2 separate regions of the Ovis aries genome follow, and region 2 is linked to region 1. A link is a contact called in public Hi-C data. All regions are on one chromosome and are shown on one strand. The core of a region is the stretch at or near the end of the contact, and the rest is flanking DNA. Distances in the headings are between cores, read along the strand shown.

What was found. Hi-C and Micro-C count contacts between places; a contact is called where the count stands out from the background.
Region 2: a contact with region 1 is called in a Hi-C map of tail adipose tissue, with 5 times the contacts expected there. The contact joins the enhancer-like site here to the promoter of YKT6 in region 1. A contact is called at or near these places in 8 of 16 Hi-C or Micro-C datasets (blood, hypothalamus, mesenteric adipose tissue and 3 more).

What each region holds. Positions count from the first base shown.
Region 1 is chr4:78,776,682-78,781,377 of ARS-UI_Ramb_v3.0, reverse strand. It overlaps YKT6 (YKT6 v-SNARE homolog), which reads left to right and starts at 1,888. Exons shown (of 7, transcript XM_004007985.6): 1 at 1,888-2,132; 2 at 4,511-4,593. The coding sequence starts at 2,029.
Region 2 is chr4:78,896,080-78,900,775 of ARS-UI_Ramb_v3.0, reverse strand. No RefSeq gene overlaps it. Among named protein-coding and RNA genes, the nearest start is that of POLM, 20 kb to the right of the region's middle. Within about 2 kb of position 2,740, at least 13 of the 54 cell types and tissues checked have an H3K27ac peak or open chromatin away from gene starts, as enhancers often do. A contact at or near this core is called in tail adipose tissue, where this site is marked.

The DNA.
Region 1 (4,696 bases), core at 639-3,138:
CCTTTGACTGTGTGGATCTCAATAAACTGTGGAAAATTCTTATAGAGATGGGAATACAAAAACACCTGACCTGCCTCTTGAGAAATCTGTATGCAGGTCAGGAAGCAACAGTTAGAATTGGACATGGAACAACAGACTGGTTCCAAATAGGAAAAGGAGTACGTCAAGGCTGTATACTGTCACCCTACTTATTTATCTTACATGCAGAGTACATCATGAGAAATGCTGGGCTGGAGGAAGCACAGGCTGGAATCAAGATTGCCAGGAGAAGTATCAACAACCTCAGGTATGCAGATGACACCACCCTTATGGCAGAAAGTAAAGAGAAACTAAAGAGCCTCTTGATGAAAGTGAAAGAGGAGAGTGAAAAAGTTGGCTTAAAGCTCAACATTCAGAAAACTAAGATCATGGCATCTAGTCCCATCACTTCATGGCAGATAGACGGGGAAACAGTGGAAACAGTGTCAGATTTTATTTTTCTGGGCTCCAAAATCACTGCAGATGGTGATTGCAGTGATGAAATTAAAAGACGCTTACTACTTGGAAGGAAAGTTATGACCAACCTAGACAGCATTAAAAAGTAGAGACATTACTTTGCCAACAAAGGTCCGTCTAGTTAAGGCTATGGTTTTCCAGTGGTCATGTATGGATGTGAGAGTCGGACTGTGAAGAAAACTGAGCGCCCAAGAATTGATGCTTTTGAACTGTGGTGTTGGAGAAGATTCTTGAGAGTCCCTTGGACTGCAAGGAAATCCAACCAGTCCATCCTAAAGGAGATCAGTCTTGGGTGTTCATTAGAAGGACTGATGTTGAGGCTGAAACTCCAATACTTTGGCCACCTCATGAGAAGAGCTGACTCATTGGAAAAGACCCTGATGCTGGGAAAGATTGAAGGTAGGAGAAGGGGACGACAGAGGATGAGATGGTTGGATGGCATCACGGACTCAACGGACATGGCTTTGGGTGGACTTCAGGAGTTGGTGATGGACAGGGAGACCTGGCGTGCTGCAGTTCATGGGGTCGCGAAGAGTCGGACACGACTGAGCGACTGAACTAAACCTCAGAGAACTGAGCCTCATTCACCCCCACCCACTGAAAAAGCATTATTCCAACATTTCAAACAAAATGAGGTTTTCCAAGTCATGGTATGCCAAGTGCTCCCTCAGTTTGGAGCTGAATCTCTGCTCCTTTTTAAGTGAAATGGCTCTGCTACTCTGAGGTTAGCAGTTGGCTCCCAGATTAGTGGTTGGGCAGCTGATTTCACAGGTAGTTGGCAGGCCCAGGAGACTTGAAGCCCGCAGGCTCGTGCTGAGCGGGTCCTGTGTCCAGAAATTTACTCCCACGCAGGCAGGACGCAGGAGTGGGAAGGGCAAGAGAGGGTTCAATTGACTGAAAATGAGAGGCAAGCCTTCACCTCCCGGCAGGAGCCTCGAAAAGGTCCCTGCCTTTCACTCAAAAAGGAGATCTGATTTACAAAATACTTTCCTAGAAGGCAGTTCGCGCGTAAATCAAAGTCCCAGGTGTAGGGTTTACAAAGTACTGGCGTGTGGGTGGGGCTCTGGGTCTAACTGCTCACAGGAAGGACGGCCCCCAGGACACAGGTGTTCCTACAGTACTCAGAAGGGCCGGGAAGAAGCAGGGGGGTGCTGGGAGGACTCAGGACGGCTAGGGAAGGAGGGAGAGGGCCTCGGAAGGATAAGGACAGCGGGAGAACGGTAAGGACTCGCAGTGAGACAGCAAGGGGGCCTACAAGATCCCCAACAGCCCCTCACGCGCACGCGCAGGACCCTGCACCACCCCCTCGTTCGTGTTTCCGGCTGCTGTTTTCTGCATCCGGGGCACGAAAAGACTCCGTTAGGCCTGGGGCGGCAGCCCCTGACCGGAACCGGAAGTGGACCCCGAGCCAGGAGAAGGAAGCCGGTGGCCGACCCGTCAGCAGCCGGCGGCGGCCTCGAGGGGCGGCGCTGCGCTGCTCCCTGCGAACCGGTGCCGCGGCCAGGCGGGTGGCCGGCCCAAGGGCCCGGCGCCATGAAGCTGTACAGCCTAAGCGTCCTGTATAAAGGCGAGTCCAAGACGGTGCTGCTCAAGGCCGCATACGATGTGTCCTCCTTCAGCTTTTTTCAGAGATCCAGGTGAGCGGGCCCTGGAGGGCGGCGCCCGGACGGGGAGGCCCGGGGTCCGGGTTGGAGACCGCCCGGGGATCGAGGCCCGGGACTTGGCCTCCCGCATTGGAGCCGGTGGTCTTTTCCTCGGCCTGTAGCCCATTCTGGAATATAGTCCGTAATCAGGGTTTTTCAAATTTTCTATCTTATAAAAATGACCGGGGGCTTTTGAAAAAGTACAGATTCCCCTAGATTCACGCCCAGTTGAGTTCCAGCAATCTGTATTTTAAACCAGCAACTCCCACTCAGTGGTTCTGACCCAGGAAGCTCACGTGCCACACCTTAAGCGCCACGTTTGTATTATCTGGCTGGGCTTTCCAACAGTTCGGTGTGAGAGTTCCTGGTACACTGTCATATTATGGAGGAAGTCACTGAGGCCCCAGGAGATGGATACCAAACCAGCCAGTACTCCAACCCAAATTGTATGCTCTTAATGGTTGGGCTCTAGTGGTACAAAAGGGTTCTACAGTGAAGATTTGGAAGGAAGCATGGAGGTTTTAGGGCTTACAAGCCTTTGAACATCTGCGAGGCACTTTAATGCAATCAAGTGTGTGTTAGAAGTACCACAGACACTTAACAGCCTGTTCGTGGGAGGGGTGGTGGTGACTCAGGCACAAAAGGAGAAAGACCCTGCAAAGTCTGTGTCTGTAGTCACCCAGTCTCCAGGTCTGGTAGCATCTGGATTCTGTTTTCACTACTTCATTGGGTTGTTTTGTTCTTGATGAGAGTGGCTTGCTGGCGGGATCTCAAACAATTCCTCTTGTTATTTTGTTGAAATTTGCTGCTGCTTTTTGGGTCCTTCTTGGTACTTACCATTCTCTATCATGACCTCTAGTCTCTGTTCTGTATTGCTGCTTTTCTGTGATGGAACTTTGGGTGCTAACTTGGTTAACTCTTGATTCTTTTCCTTTCTCTTTCCCCTACCCACATTTACTGACGATCCTCAGAGATTTCACTTTAGGACTTTCATCTCACTGGTTTTCGGTATCCAGACCAGTTTCAGATGATTAACACAACTGCAGTACTGTAGGGGAATCTCTACAAGTGTCTCTTAAAACAACACATAATCCAATTGAGCCCACTGTTTTTCTCATAAGTCCTCCTGTCTTCTGTCCTGCCCACCTCATGATTACCAGAATGCGAACCTCAGGCCTTCAGAACGTTTTCCAGCTTTTCTGGCTCTTGTATGCAGAATGTCACAATGAATGCAGTTCTTCCTTTGTCTAATTATATTTCTACTCTTAAGCTCTGTCTCTTTTTAGTTTTATTGCAAGGACTTCCTTATTTTCAGACTTTCCACTAAGGGATTTTTCTGGTCCTAGTCACTCTCTCAGGATAATAATAACAAGTAATACTATGCACCAGACATCATGCTAAGTGCTCATTTAGTCATCACAGCACGTCTCAATATGTAGACAAAGCGTGGTGCAGTAAGTCCCTTACCAGAGGTCACACATCTTGTAAGTGGTGGAGCTGGGATCCCAGCCGGGGAAGTCCACTCCAGACATGGTGAGTCCTCACTCTGCTGCGTGGCTCTTGGTGTGATCTCAGGAGTGTATGAATCTGCTGGAACCAACTGTGGATTCCACAAGTCAGGACCCTGCACTGACGGCCCTTTATATGACATTTCCAGTCAGAGGCTTCTTGTTAACTCTGGTTCCTCCAGCTGGACTGTTGTCACCTGTGACTCTTCCATTCTGGCCACATCTTTTTCTTGGGCCCATGAACCTCCTCCTCTCCCTCAGCCGTGGTACAAACCATTTTCCATTTTCTTGTCTTGGCTGAGCCCTTGCCCTCAATTCCATCCAGTGTCCCAGGCCCGTACCATGGATTAGCCCCAGGCGACCTGAGGCTAGAGCCAGCATTCACTGAGGATGCCTGTCGCATTGCAGGGTCCAGTGTGTGGCAGCTGCCATAACTGACTGTGCGTCTGCTGAACAGTTTTTGCCACTTAGGTGTCTCCATCACAGATTTTGTTTCTTCCCGCTTCTTGGGAGTTAGTGGAGCCTTGAAAACAGGAGCTGGCCTCTGCTTCTCTGCTGTGTCCCAAATCATACCCTGACCAAAACATTAAATTAACTATAACCTGTAGAAGATTCCCCAGAAGTCTGAAAGTGGGTTGTTTGGGTCTGCTCGGTAGCAAGCAAATGTGGTTTGAATGGTTGAGATGATGTGTAATTATCTGTATTCATGATCATCGACAGAGTGTTTATTAGTTCTTCCTAAGGTTGGGAGGGAAGGAGTGAAACCAGGAAGCAATGTCTCCTTAGTGTATAAGCTCAGGGGTCACTTTGCATTGTGTTGGGGACAAGGTGACAGGAACAGGTAATATGTGTTGTGTTTCTTAGCGTTCAGGAATTCATGACCTTCACAAGTCAGCTGATTGTGGAACGCTCAGCAAAAGGCAGCCGAGCTTCTGTGAAAGAACAAGGTAAGAGGACTCATCACCTTGTAAGCATGTGCTGGCCTGGCTGCCCCACTTCAGGTGGCCTAGAGCTCTGTCCACAGGAGGGCTGCCTTGTGATGGAGAGGGC
Region 2 (4,696 bases), core at 1,491-3,990, 120 kb before region 1:
TGGCTCACAGGGAGATAGCCTGACCCTGCCCACCTGTGAAGGACTGTGACACTCTTGAGTTCTTCATGTGGGAAATGGTGCCCCTTGTCTGCTGCTTACGGACATGGCTCATAAATTCACATTTTGGAGGCTGGAACTGCAGATAGCTGTGGCACCTCTGTTTACTGATACGACAGGAAATATTCCATTTCACCCTATCCGTGAAATGAATGAAAGGACGTGAAACTAACACATCCCCCTGTCTGAGGCTTGCCATTTTCGGAGGTATTTGCAATAATTAAATGGCCTTTTCACTTTGTTTCCTCACCTCCTCCCATCTCTGATCCATAAAAGAACCTGGCATCCAAGCCCTGACAAGATGGTTATTTCCAGACCTTAGTCCGCCATCTCCTCATCAGCTGGCTTTCCAAATAAAGTTGTATTCCTTGCCTCAACACCTTCTCTCTCGAATTTACTGGCCTATCGTGCAACAAGTAGAGTGAGCTTGGACTCTAACAAGCACTATGGAAAACAATTCTACACATTCTTACAAAGTTAAACATACACTTGGTGTATAACCATGTAATCCTGTGTCTCACCCAAGAGAGATGAAAAGCTCTGTTCACACAAAACCTTTATAGGAAGTCTATTCATAATCACCTAAACCTGGAAACAACTCAAATGTTCAACAAGTAAATGGGTAAACTGTGGACTATCTATGGCATGGAATGTTGTGCAACAAGAAAGAGAAATAGCAGCAACCTAGATGAGTCTCAAAGACATGTTGAGTGAGAGAGCTAAGCTAAGCTAAGTCACTTCAGTCGTGTCCGACTCTGTGCAACCCCATAGATGGCAGCCCACCAGGCTCCCCCGTTCCTGGGATTCTCCAGGCAAGAACACTGGAGTGGGTTGCCATTTCCTTCTCCAATGCATGAAAGTGAAGTCACTCAGTCTTGTCCGACTCTTAGTGACCCCATGGACTGCAGCCTACCAGGCTCCTCCGTCCATGGGATTTTCCAGGCAAGAGTACTGGAGTGGGGTGCCATTGCCTTCTCCGGTTGAGTGAGAGAGGCTAGCCTCAAAAGGTTATATATAGTCCAGATCCATTTATATGACCTTCTGGAGAAGGCAAAACTATAGGGACACAGAAAAACCAGATGAGCAGGGACACATATGATCACAATGGGACAGAATAGGGGATGTCTTGATTTTGGTTGAGGTGAAGGGTCTAAACACATGTTAAAATCTACACTGAAAGAGTCCACTTTCCTGCATGTTAATTTAAAAAATACATTTTATAGGGTGACTGGCCAGAGAAGTCCTTACTCAATAAACTTCTGACTTGGAAGACTAATTCCAGGTGGATAGTACAGCAAGAGAAAAGGCCCTGAGGCAAGAAGCATACCTGGGGGTTTGAGAAACAGAGGACACCATGTGGCCAGCACCCCCAGTGAGAGGATGAAACACCCCCTGGCCTTGTGGGTGTCTGGGACAGTTCAAACGGGAAAGCAATGAGTGCGGGAATGCACCTGGCTCCTCACAGGGCAGTGGAACTTGAGAGAGGGGTAGTGCAGGAGATAAGGCCAGTGGGGGTGCAGGTGGACACAGAAATACTAGAGCCCCAGGGGCCACTGTAAGGACTTTGGCTTTACTGAGAGGTGGGGAAATGTTAGAGGCCTTTGCTCTGGAAGTAAAAGACACCATGTGACCTGTTTTTAAGACTTTTGAGGACAGACCTTAAAGGAGCAAGGGTGGAAACAGGAAGCCTGGGAGCCTGGTCGGGAGATGTGAGCTTATCTCGGGCAGGAGACAATGCCTCTGCATTGAAAGTTCTCTTCCTCCCACTTCACTACCCCTGGGCCCTTTCTCCAGATGCCCTAGCACACCCTTTAGTGCCCCAGACCAAACACAGACTCCTAGTAGGCAAGAAACCTGTCTCCACTCCTCAGGTCAGAGACCTGGAAGCTAGAGAAGCTCAACCAGGCATTGTGCAAAGCACTTGCCATCCAGGCTCTATAAAAACCCCAGAAACAAAGCCCCATTCAGGTCCCCACTCTATAGGGGAAAAGCCTGAGGCCTCTGGCCCAGTCTTACTCAGTTATGATGCTCTTGTTAAAAAAAATTAATAACAGAAACTTCAGTTAAATAGAGCTGGGAGGTCAGAAGGGGGAGCTCTCACACTCTACAATAGCAGATTGTTGTAGATTGTTGGGAAGAAGATTCTTCTCAATCCTGGCAACAACTCAGCCAATTAAAAGCCCTGCCAACTTCCCTTCTCCTGCCTCCTTCCTTTCTCACAGGGGGACTTGCCTGCAGCTCACTGTGGTTGCAGACCCTGAATTGCAATTCTCTGCTGATCTCAAATAAATCCAATTTTGCTGGAGAAGTAACTGGCAGTCTGTTTTAGGTCAACATTTTGGTGGCTTTTACAGGATCTAAAGAAGACCTCTGATGAGCTGGTAAGTAAATGGGTGATGTGCCTACCTGAGCCCATTGCTGCTGATTTTCTCATTGGTCTTGGAATTTGAAGGTACTTCTTTCTCCTATATCTGAGCCTCCGCCCTCTTTGCATTTTGAAGCTCTTCAGGCTTTACCTGGGATCTGTTTCAAGGTTTTGTCCTTTCTGCTTAAGGCCTTGTTCTGTACTCATTTGGAACTTCAGTCTGATTTTGAAGTCAGACTGTTCCAACTGGAACTGGCTAGGCTTCAGCCCATTCCTTTGAGCACAGAGGCTATTTCATTGGGATTGTGCCAGTTGAGCCTTCAGGCCATTCCTTTGGAACAGAGGTTGTTCTATTGGAACTCTGCTGAGAAGCCTTTGGCCTGGCTCCCCTAACACCAACCTATTCTTTTAAAACTGGCTGGGTATTAGGTCTTCAGGCTGTTAGAGACATCTGAACTGTTCAGGCAAACTGTTTAAGCTATAAGCTGCTTGAGCTGTTGAGGCTTTTAAAAAATTATTCTCTTACTCTAGAAAAAACTTCTGAGAAATGGGATTCCACTTATCTAAATATTTTGAGGGCACCCTTCTATAAGGATACTGGCTGATTTTGTGCTTAAAAATTGTAACCCTTCCTCATAAGAACTTCTAGCTCGACAGATCAACCTAAGGCAATCTAGAACATCATACGGCCATTATGCGGAACTTTAGGAATCCCTAAACTTAGTTTTCTTAAACCCGAATGGGACTATCAGAGCCCTAAAATTTCCAAAACTGAATGGAATGCCTATTTGATTGGTATTTTGAGGCTTCCAAACATTATCAGCAGCCTAAAATTGATCTAAAATAAGACTGAGGCAAACAAATGATTACAAAGCTAGAGTGGCTGACAAAGCCTCAGGTTGCAGCTCCAGGGCCATCCTGAATCCCCACCCTCAGCCCCTGAGCCCAGGCCCCAGCTCCAGGGCCATCCTGAATCCTCTGCCTCAGCCTCTGTGCCCAGGCCCCAGCTCCAGGGCCATCCTGTCTCCCCTCCTTCAGCCCCTGAGCCCAGGTCCCAGCTCCAGGGCCATCCTGAATCCCCTCCCTCAGTCCCTGAGCCCAGGTCCCAGCTCCAGGGCCATCCTGAATCCCCTGCCTCAGCCCCTGAGCCCAGGCCCCAGCTCCAGGGCCATCCTGAATCCCCTGCCTCAGCCCCTGAGCCCAGGCCCCAGCTCCAGGGCCATCCTGAATCCCCTGCCTCAGCCCCTGAGCCCAGGCCCCAGCTCCAGGGCCATCCTGAATCCCCTCCCTCAGTCCCTGAGCCCAGGTCCCAGCTCCAGGGCCATCCTGAATCCCCTCCCTCAGCCCCTGAGCCCAGGCCCCAGCTCCAGGGCCATCCTGAATCCCCTGCCTCAGTCCCTGAGCCCAGGCCCCAGCTCCAGGGCCATCCTGAATCCCCTGCCTCAGCCCCTGAGCCCAGGCCCCAGCTCCAGGGCCATCCTGAATCCCCTCCCTCAGCCCCTGAGCCCAGGCCCCAGCTCCAGGGCCATCCTGAATCCCCTGCCTCAGCCCCTGAGCCCAGGCCCCAGCTCCAGGGCCATCCTGAATCCCCTGCCTCAGCCCCTGAGCCCAGGCCCCAGCTCCAGGGCCATCCTGAATCCCCTGCCTCAGCCCCTGAGCCCAGGCCCCAGCTCCAGGGCCATCCTGAATCCCCTCCCTCAGCCCCTGAGCCCAGGCCCCAGCTCCAGGGCCATCCTGAATCCCCTGCCTCAGCCCCTGAGCCCAGGCCCCAGCTCCAGGGCCATCCTGAATCCCCTGCCTCAGCCCCTGAGCCCAGGCCCCAGCTCCAGGGCCATCCTGAATCCCCTGCCTCAGCCCCTGGGCCCAGGCCCCAGCTCCAGGGCCATCCTGAATCCCCTCCCTCAGCCCCTGGGCCCAGGCCCCAGCTCCAGGGCCATCCTGAATCCCCTCCTTCAGCCTTTTGAGCCCAGGCCCCAGCTCCAGGGCCATCCTGAATCCCCTGCCTCAGCCCCTGAGCCCAGGCCCCAGCTCCAGGGCCATCCTGAATCCCCTGCCTCAGCCCCTGAGCCCAGGCCCCAGCTCCAGGGCCATCCTGAATCCCCTCCTTCAGCCCCTTGTGCTCAGGCCCCAGCTCCAGGGCCATCCTGAATCCCCTGCCTCAGCCCTTGAGCCCAGGCCCCAGGTCCAGGGCCATCTTCCTGCCTCTCTCCTAGGCCACCGGCACGTGCTCCTGACCCTCAGTGCCCCAATACGAATTCTCCCACTGAACTTCCC